Linked DNA regions of Sus scrofa: regions 1 and 2 are each linked to region 3. The links are chromatin contacts, called in public HiChIP or PLAC-seq and promoter capture Hi-C maps. All regions are on one chromosome and are shown on one strand. The core of a region is the stretch at or near the end of the contact, and the rest is flanking DNA. Distances in the headings are between cores, read along the strand shown.

The links. Promoter capture Hi-C pulls out the DNA fragments that hold promoters and counts their contacts. HiChIP or PLAC-seq counts read pairs in DNA pulled down with a chosen protein or histone mark.
Region 1: a promoter capture Hi-C map of fetal liver shows a contact between it and region 3, with 3 times the contacts expected there. The contact joins the promoter of TRIM36 here to the promoter of TICAM2 in region 3. A contact is called at or near these places in 1 of 5 promoter capture datasets (fetal liver), 3 of 47 Hi-C or Micro-C datasets (liver, retroperitoneal adipose tissue and skeletal muscle) and 1 of 2 datasets of contacts at active chromatin or transcription factors (alveolar macrophages).
Region 2: a contact with region 3 is called in an H3K27ac HiChIP or PLAC-seq map of skeletal muscle. The contact joins the enhancer-like site here to the promoter of TICAM2 in region 3. A contact is called at or near these places in 10 of 47 Hi-C or Micro-C datasets (blood, liver, mesenchymal stem cells and 5 more) and 2 of 2 datasets of contacts at active chromatin or transcription factors (alveolar macrophages and skeletal muscle).

What each region holds. Positions count from the first base shown.
Region 1 is chr2:119,351,134-119,353,833 of Sscrofa11.1, forward strand. TRIM36 (E3 ubiquitin-protein ligase TRIM36) reads right to left here and starts at 1,258. Exons shown (of 11, transcript XM_021084641.1): 1 at 1,028-1,258. The coding sequence starts at 1,090.
Region 2 is chr2:119,498,645-119,501,547 of Sscrofa11.1, forward strand. All of the region lies in intron 1 of LOC110259444 (a long non-coding RNA gene), which reads right to left. Among named protein-coding and RNA genes, the nearest start is that of CCDC112, 19 kb to the left of the region's middle. Within about 2 kb of position 1,342, at least 12 of the 83 cell types and tissues checked have an H3K27ac peak or open chromatin away from gene starts, as enhancers often do. A contact at or near this core is called in skeletal muscle, where this site is marked.
Region 3 is chr2:119,759,242-119,762,065 of Sscrofa11.1, forward strand. It overlaps TICAM2 (toll like receptor adaptor molecule 2), which reads right to left and starts at 1,518. Exons shown (of 1, transcript NM_001204351.1): 1 at 1-1,518. The coding sequence starts at 1,518. The coding sequence ends at 805.

The DNA of each region.
Region 1 (2,700 bases), core at 8-2,507, 410 kb before region 3:
TGAGGTATGAGAATGACGTTTCAGGTGTTCACATCAGGGCTGCAGATAATCCTTCTTTCTGATGACCTTGCCCAGGGAGGCCTTTTCTCCTCTGTGCCATTATTATCTTTTCTTGAAACTCCAGGTGTAGAGGACAAATGCAGCCGCTTTCAGCTTTAGGCGAACCCTGGTAGACAGCGCACCCCGCAGACTTTGCAGACTTTGCATTTCCCGACACTTCCCGCCTGCAAATCACTTAAGGAGCCTCTCCAGGCACTTTCTCGGTTGCAGCGGGTAGGGCTGCCTCCTGCAAGGCTTTCAGTCTTGGCTCGGCGCCACCCAGCCCGGCGGAGGGCGTGGTCACTAGGAGCTGCCCACTGCGCCAGCCTGGGTTTCGAAAGGACTCCCGGACAGGTGCCCTGCTGAAATCCGGCGCCTTAGCATCTCCCTCTGCACACCAAAGGAAGGATGCTTTAAATGTTCCTAGCCTGGGACAACGGCCAAGGACCTGGAAGGAGGGCTAAAAAAGCTAAGGCCAGGCGAACTGGGCTTCTGCCCCTGTTTATCTGCCACACGGTCGGAGTGCGCGCTGAACCCAATCCCATTCTTCTCACCTATTCACCATCTAGTCCGACCCTCCCTCCGTGTTCTGTGCCTGGACAGGCGATGTCACCACGCTTGGGAGCTCTGGGTGCGTCGCGGAGCCCTCCTCGGCCAAAGCCTGACCCTTCTCCTCATCCTCGCAGACTGATCTCCCGCCCCTTGCGGTCCCAGAAGCCCCCGCCTTCACCCAGCTGGCCAAGACCCTTTTGGCTCATTTCAGAGACGCCGCTCAATTCCAGGGGAAAAAAAAAAAAAAAAAAAAAAAAAAGCGGCTACTTTGCATTCTGCAGCTGCTGGGACACACAGACTGAGAGCGCGGCCCTGGGATTCCAGCCCCGCCCTCCCCGGCGGCGGCAAGGACCCGGGACGCCCACAGCCTCGGACCAGGTAGTGCCCGGGGTGGGGTCCCAGGCCTGGGCTCCACTCCACGCGTCCCAGCACTTACCTTGCCTCTGGCTAGCAATTCCATGATGTAGCCAAATTCACTTATCTCCCCCGACTCGGACATGGTTACGACCCTTCACAAACTCTGGAGGACCGAGGCGGGTGCATCGAATTTGTTTTTTCTGTCTTTCTCTGTTTTTAGTCGGAGTTTTGCCGAGCGCCCGCTAGTATGCTGTTAACGAGGAAAAATAACGCAGAAGAAAAAGGCAAAAAGCGAGGTTCGGTGGGATGAAGGCCATAGAGGGCTCCGGGAAAGCCACGTCCAGCGTTCTTAGTCTGGATTGAGCTGTCGGGACAGGACGATGTAACGGAACAAACGAGGGCGGCGACCGCGGTGGCGGCGGTGAAATCCTCACCAGGCGGAGCCCGGCGCGGAGGCTCCGCCTCCTCGGGGGTCTCTGCCCGCGCCTCCTGCCGGGGGTCTGGCGGCTGCAGAGACAAACACCCACACAAAAGCCGGTCTGGGCTCCCGGCCTCTCGCCGACCCAGCCCAGTCATCCACTGGATGGTTAAAGCTGTCCTTTATCCGATGCCAGGACGGACGGTAGCTGTCCGGAGCTCTGGGCGGCGCGAGGACCAGGAAAAATCCCCACCCCACTGTCTGGAGGTGCGAGGGCAGAGAGAATGAATGCAGAGCAGGGACAACAAAGGATCTGGCTGACAGCGCCGGAAAAAAATAAATAAATAAGTGAGAACCCAGGAAACGGCAACGACGCATCTCAAGTCAGCCTTCCTGAAATCCAATAGGTAACAAAGACCAAGCCAGTGCTTCTGAGATGAGAACAAACACCAGGATTGTGTTTTAAACACTCTAAGTGTGTAAGGTCGATTGTATCTCTATATCCTCTTGATACTCAACTTTCCTTTAATTAAAAACAAAAACAAAAACCCATTCCTGCCAGCAAGATACCTGGAAAAACATTCTCTTAGTTACAAATAACTCACTTTTCCTATTATTCATTTCACTGATTGAGTTAGACATTCAGTGAATGTTTCTTATTTTATACTTCTTTTTAAAATAGCAGATCGCCTAGGAGGCTGCAGCTGAATTGGCCTCTCAGTCTTCCCCCTGCTTCCTTCACACCTGACAATCTTTGCTTCTCTTGAGAAGTTGACTGAACAGAGTCAGGCCTACTTTATTCTTCCACGACAAGCAGTCCTTTATTTTTCTTGAAAAGGAGCTGAGTGATGAAGGCATGAATTTTTCTTTAAAGCATGATAATATGTGAAAATAGAACATGTACATGTATGTGTAACTGGGTCACCATGCTGTACAGTAGAAAAAAAATTGTATTGGGGAAATAACTACTAAAAAATAATAATAGCAATAATAAAATAGGGAATTCCCATCACGGTGCAGTGGTTAATAAATCCTACTAGGATACCATGAGGTTGGAGTTTCGATCCCTGGCCTTGCTCAGTGGGTTAAAGATCTTGTGTTGCCCTGAGCTGTGGTGTAGGTCAAAGATGCAGCTGGGATTCCACGTTGCTCTGACTGTGGCATAGGCCCGTGGCTACAGCTCCGATTAGACCCCTAGCCTGGGAACTTCCACATGCCACGGGTGTGGCCCTAGAAAAAGACAAAATAATAATAATAATTGAATTGGACACAACTGGAACATGTACTGCAAGAATGAAACCACTTCCCTTGGTGGTTTTTCTTGTTTGCCTTTT
Region 2 (2,903 bases), core at 92-2,591, 260 kb before region 3:
GACTACCATGCCAGAGACAATGAAAGGAAAAATTACCTTCAGGCATTTATGTGAACTCAGCACTCAGGGAAATTCCATTTGTCTGCTGGCCTTAAAGGCAGTCTGAAGAAGATTAACAAGGAGGAATGTAGCTGCTACTTAGAACACACTTCCATAGAAGCAGGAAAGTCCTGCCTACATAGGCGACAGGACACATGTATCAGAGGAACGCATTTCAAAAGCACATTCCAAAGAGCTCTGTTTGACAGTCTCTGCCTCTTTACAGCACTGCAACTGCACCCTGCTTCGTGACCTAAATTAATTTTTCCTCAAGAGTTCTTATTTTTTACTTCAGTCTTTTGAAGTTGTGAGGTAAAAACCTTGCTGGCCCATTCATTCATTCAATGAAAAACTATTTATTAAATACCGATGATGTACAAGTGAAATTCCAGCTGGTCACAGAGCTTATGTACTAATGACTGAAGACAGATGGTTATCAAGGAAGCAAAAACATAATTTCGATTCGGGATGAGGGCCGTGAACAGAACAGAAAGATGTAATGGAGAATACAAGCGGGTGAACCTAAGAGAAACTGGTTGCGGAAGTGCCGTTTGAACTGAGACCCTACACATGAGAAGGCACCAGCCTGGTGGAGGTGCTGGGACGTAGTGTTCTAGGCAGAAAGAAGGGAGAGGCAGGCAGGTGCAATCAGCTCAGGCAGGAGCATCCTGACATGTGCTGGGAAGAAAAGAAGCTTACGTGATGGGTCCAAGTGAGCAAGGGGACGATGGTGCCAGACGGAGTAGACAGCACAGGATAGCAGAGTTTGGATTTTCTGCTAAAATGAGAAGTTGGTGGAAGACTTTCATCAAGGGAGGGACCTGATCTGATCTGTGTTTTCAAAGATTGAGCTGCACACTGTGTGACAAATAGATCTAGTTCAGCTTTGTAATTTAGGCTGATACCAATTAAACCAGGCATTCTATTAGGGTCAGGGAAAAGATTGCTCTTTTTATTTTATTTTCTGTTTCTTCGGTTTTGGTTGTTGCTGTTGTTGTTTTTCCTTTTCTTTCTTTCTTTTTTTTTGCAAATCCAGATTAGTGTCTGATCTTTCTCCTTATTCTTTCTTATCTTTAGACTTGATCTCTAAAAACAGCAGGGCTTCTGATGATGACCTTTCCTATCCCCACAGCACAAGTCCATCATGACCTAATATGGAGAGAAAATCAGTCCATTGCCTTCTGCTTTCCTAGCAAACACATTTGTTGGTCTGACCTGGAAAAGCCGGGCTGCAACTCTGCCAGCCACCAAGGATTTCTGACAGGTCAGCTATACTTGATTAATTGGAGTGACTCTCTAGTTTTCTCCGAGAGTAGAAACCAGTTCTATCAGGTTACTGCCCTCCTGACACAGGCCTAAAATATGGCTGATTGTAAAGGATGTCTTAATTAGAGACTTCAGCATTACAACGGAAGAGTAAACTGCTTGAACTACGAAGTGTATTGAGCCCTCAATGGACGGGGCAAGGCTGTTCTCCACGACTTCAGTGTGAGCTTTGACAATTACAGTGACAACAATAGGCACCACTTTCTGAGCACTCAGTTTTCACCAAGAATTCATCCAACGCTGGTGTTGGCAAACTTCATCTGCAAAAGACCAGACAGTGAATGTTTTCAGTTTGTGGGCCATCTGGTCTTACTGCAAGTGGTGCTCAACTGTGCAGCTGTAGTGAGAAAGCAGCCACAGGTAAGGAAAGAGTGTGGCTTTGCTCCAGCAAAATTTCATTTTCCCTAAAAGGTTGTGGGGCTGGACACAGCTTGATGACTCCTGGGCTAAATGACTTACTGAGGACCCCTGGTTTAAAATACTTACATGTATTAACTTACTTGATTTTCAAAACACTCTGATTATACCCTTTAATTTATAGATGAGGAACTGTGGCACAGAGAGGTCATGTATACCTGGCCTGGCCAGCATAGCTCATACTTGTAGAGCTGAAGTTCACAGCCACACAGCGTGGCTCTCAGTGCCAAGCACAGAGTCACCGTGAGTGTGGCATGGCCAGGACTAGCCCTGAATAGATGCTTAGTCATCTATGGACTTCACTGACCAGTTTATGAGTTACCTAGGTTCTTTATAAAACGCCTGTGTCATAGGATTGAGGACTAGGGAATGGAATGAACCAAACAGTACAATGCCTGAATCAGCACAGTGCTCTGGAGGAACGGTCAGATCACTCTGCATTCTTATGTTCTTCTGATATAAAATGTGAGGGATAGGTGGGGTATCTCGGTTACTGAGGACCCTGTGCCTGGGTAGGTGTGATCATCTTGGCAGTTCACAGAAGAACTGTAATATTAGCAGCCAAGATTTTTCTATTTCTGTTTGTCTTCTTTCCCCTACGTATTCCATGTGATTATTATGAAGATCAAAAGAAAGGGAAAGAAGTACAGAGAACAGTGGAGAATAAAGAATTTCTGGAATAAGAGAAATTCAGTAGTATATACTAAACATACAGTAAAACATTTTATACTTCATTTTATTTCTCTAAAAATATGGCTAGGTATGTATGCTCTTACACGGCGATACTAGAGAACTCTCCTGGATTTTTAAGAGACTAATAAACATACTAGGAGTTAGTTTATTAATTGGGAGGAAAAATTTTATGATAAAATCTACTCCATCTGTGTTAACAAGCCAAGTCAAAGAGAAAATCTGTTGCATGCTTCTCCAAACCCCAAAGCTCAATCTCTGTATATCATTTGCAGTGCTACAGGGCTCCTTTTTATATATATAAACTATTATTACTTATATATGTAATATATAAACTTATATATAAGTTTACTTAATATATAAAGTAAACTAATGTGTGCAGTGGAAATTTATTTTGTGTAGAACTTTATTGGATTTTTTTTAATTTTTAT
Region 3 (2,824 bases), core at 268-2,767:
GAGATGAATTTTTAATGGTTGCCATAGAAGAGGTTACCGGTTTTAAAGAACATCTGGCCAGGGACACATACACCTTTTCAGAAGGCCCTGGTCACAGATGAAGACTGACATGGAGAGTTTCCAGCTATAGGGGTCATCTCAACCCCAGGCATGGAGTCCTAATCACAAGATTGTTAAATGGGCCACCAATCAGTGGTGGGAACTGCCTCCAACTTTGCAAATTCCAGCTGAAAGGAAAACGCATTGGATTGGATTATTTTAAAGAGGCCCACCATTCTCACATCTATTTTTCATTTCACATTTATCAGTTCTCACCATTCCAAATGAACTAATCTGGCTATCCCTATTTCTGGACGACAATACTGGGAAGGCTTTCCTGCAACATTCGTGAGAGGTGCCGCAACAGGGAGAGCTGTCAGATTTCTCAAGGCCATTGTTTTGCCAACGTGTCTTTTGAGAACAAAATCAAAGTGTTATGGTATTTTTTTAAATGTCTATCATATAAGTTCTTGTTCAAGTTCAATACAAGAAAAGTGAATTTAAAATATCCTTTGTTGAACTAGGAAAGCTGTGAGAGGAATCAGAGGTTTTGCAACTCTGACAATTGCAAGTTTAGAGAAACATCAAAAGTACCTCAATTCTATAGAGTGTCCTGCAAAAATCTATTTTTCTTGGGCTCTACAGTTTTCCCCTAAGAGCAAGGTTCTCTTCCATTTAAACTTTTCCTAGAAATTTGCTTTCTCAAGTGAAGAGAAACCATTTGCTTTACAAAACAAGGGCACACCATGTGTTATATGTCCCATCTCAGGCAATCAATTGTCTTTGTACCAGATTTCTGGTCTCTTTCCATATAGCCTGTTGTATCTGATACACAGACTCCTGAAAAATCCTTTCCACTTGTGTAGGAAAGCCACGACTTTCTTCCTCCAGGGCGTTGATGGTTCGCAGAGCAAAGGGGGTCTTTTCTCGGGGCAGGGGGTTGTTCAGGGGCCGCATGGGGATGACAGAGTTGTATTTGTGCTGTCTGTTCACGGAGTTCATGAGAGATGTATAGAACTGGAACTTACACCAGGTGTCTCTTAGAAAGTTTTCAGTCAATAGCAAGATTGTCCAGGCAGAGCCATTGACAGCATCGTCTAAATTCTGTAAATGCTGTCTGCCACACGGCATCTCAGCAAAGATTATTCCAGGTTTGATCCCGAAGTCATTTTGCAGCAGATTCTGGACTCTGAGGGCTTCATCTGTGTCATCTTCTGCGTGTAGTATCACAAATTTGAGGAACACCTCTTCTTCTGCTTCCTCTTCAGGCATCTCTTCCACTCCGTCAGCTCCCTCCTGCTCTCCTGTTGGCATCTCTGCTGAACTGCTACATGCAACATCTTCGCCACCATGCAGGGGGATTTCCTCAGATATCGTGCAATCTGTCTCGTGAGGTTTTTGACTTGTATCCACACCGTGGCTTTTACTCCAAGAGAGAGAAAGAAGGCAGGGATCTGTCTTAGACTTCCCGATACCCATTATAAATATCCAAGTCAGAAAGGAAAGCTTTATTTATTTCTCAGCATTTCTTTTCATCCTAAAAGGAGAAATAACAAAGCAGAAGACTACTGTAAATTTCATCAAAACAATTAAAATGGAAAATCTCATTCAACCTGCAAACCTCAAAAAGATTATAATATATAGCTTTCTAAGAAGAAAATGTCAAAGAGATCATTGGAGATGAAGTCACTTGTCTTGTTTGAGTTCCACAAGGGCTACCACAGGTAGGCAGGGGTAGGTTAAACACAGGGGTCCGGTTTAATATAAAAGGAGATGTTTGGAAACTTTAAATGGTATTATATTGGCATTATAAACTCCAGTTAAATTACTTTGGTGTGTTAGCGAAAAGGGACCGTATCACTCTACTCATATGGAGTTTAAATTCAACTTCTCCATAACCAAATTACTGTGTAAACTAGAAACAGGAAAACTAAAAGAAACAAAATATTCATATTAACTTCAAAACATATTTTTGTTTCAAATGCAAATACAAAACAGAATACAAATACCCTAAAGACAGCTAATAGGCAGCTCTGCTGACTCAGAATAAAAAGATCTGAAATGTTAAATGAAATGTTGCTCAGGATTCACCGGTTCAGAGCTTTTTCTCTTTTTTTTTCTTTTCTTTTTTTTTGGTCTAGGGTCAGGGATTGTTGTACTGGGGCTGGTGCAGAAACTAATAAACTTTTGCAAAAAGTAAGGAATATCTTTTTCCAGCTAATCCTGGGAATAATTAAGAAAACATATTTCTGCACCCAGGTAAAAAAAGTAACATCTTGGTTTGGAAGTGTAATCTGGAAACAAAGCCTTGTGATTTCCAGGGAAATCAATAATGATCATAGTCTGTATCATTCTTTTATTTTAAAAGGCCTAAACTCAGAGTAGAAGAATTAGATCAGCTGTGAAAGAGAGATACTCCATGTGAATCTAATGCTGCAGTATTGTTAATACCCAAATAAGCAGTTTCAAGGGGGTACTTTCATCAAAAGACAGAAAATTCAGAATAGATAAGTATAAAATACATGTTGTCAAATATGGGCCCATAGGCTATATTCCAAAGGATTTTTATATATTGTTCATGAGCAAAGATCAGAGATCAAGAAGAAATTAGAATCTTATTCATAATGACATAAGTACCAGCTACATATGCCAAAATAATTCAAGTTTAGATGAAACCGTTCATCAAATGGTGAAAAACTGTTATGGGAAGAAAAAATAAGGAAAAACGTATACAGAATTTCTTTCTAATGTAAATAAGGAGTGAAAGGGTTTGCTACTGCCACTG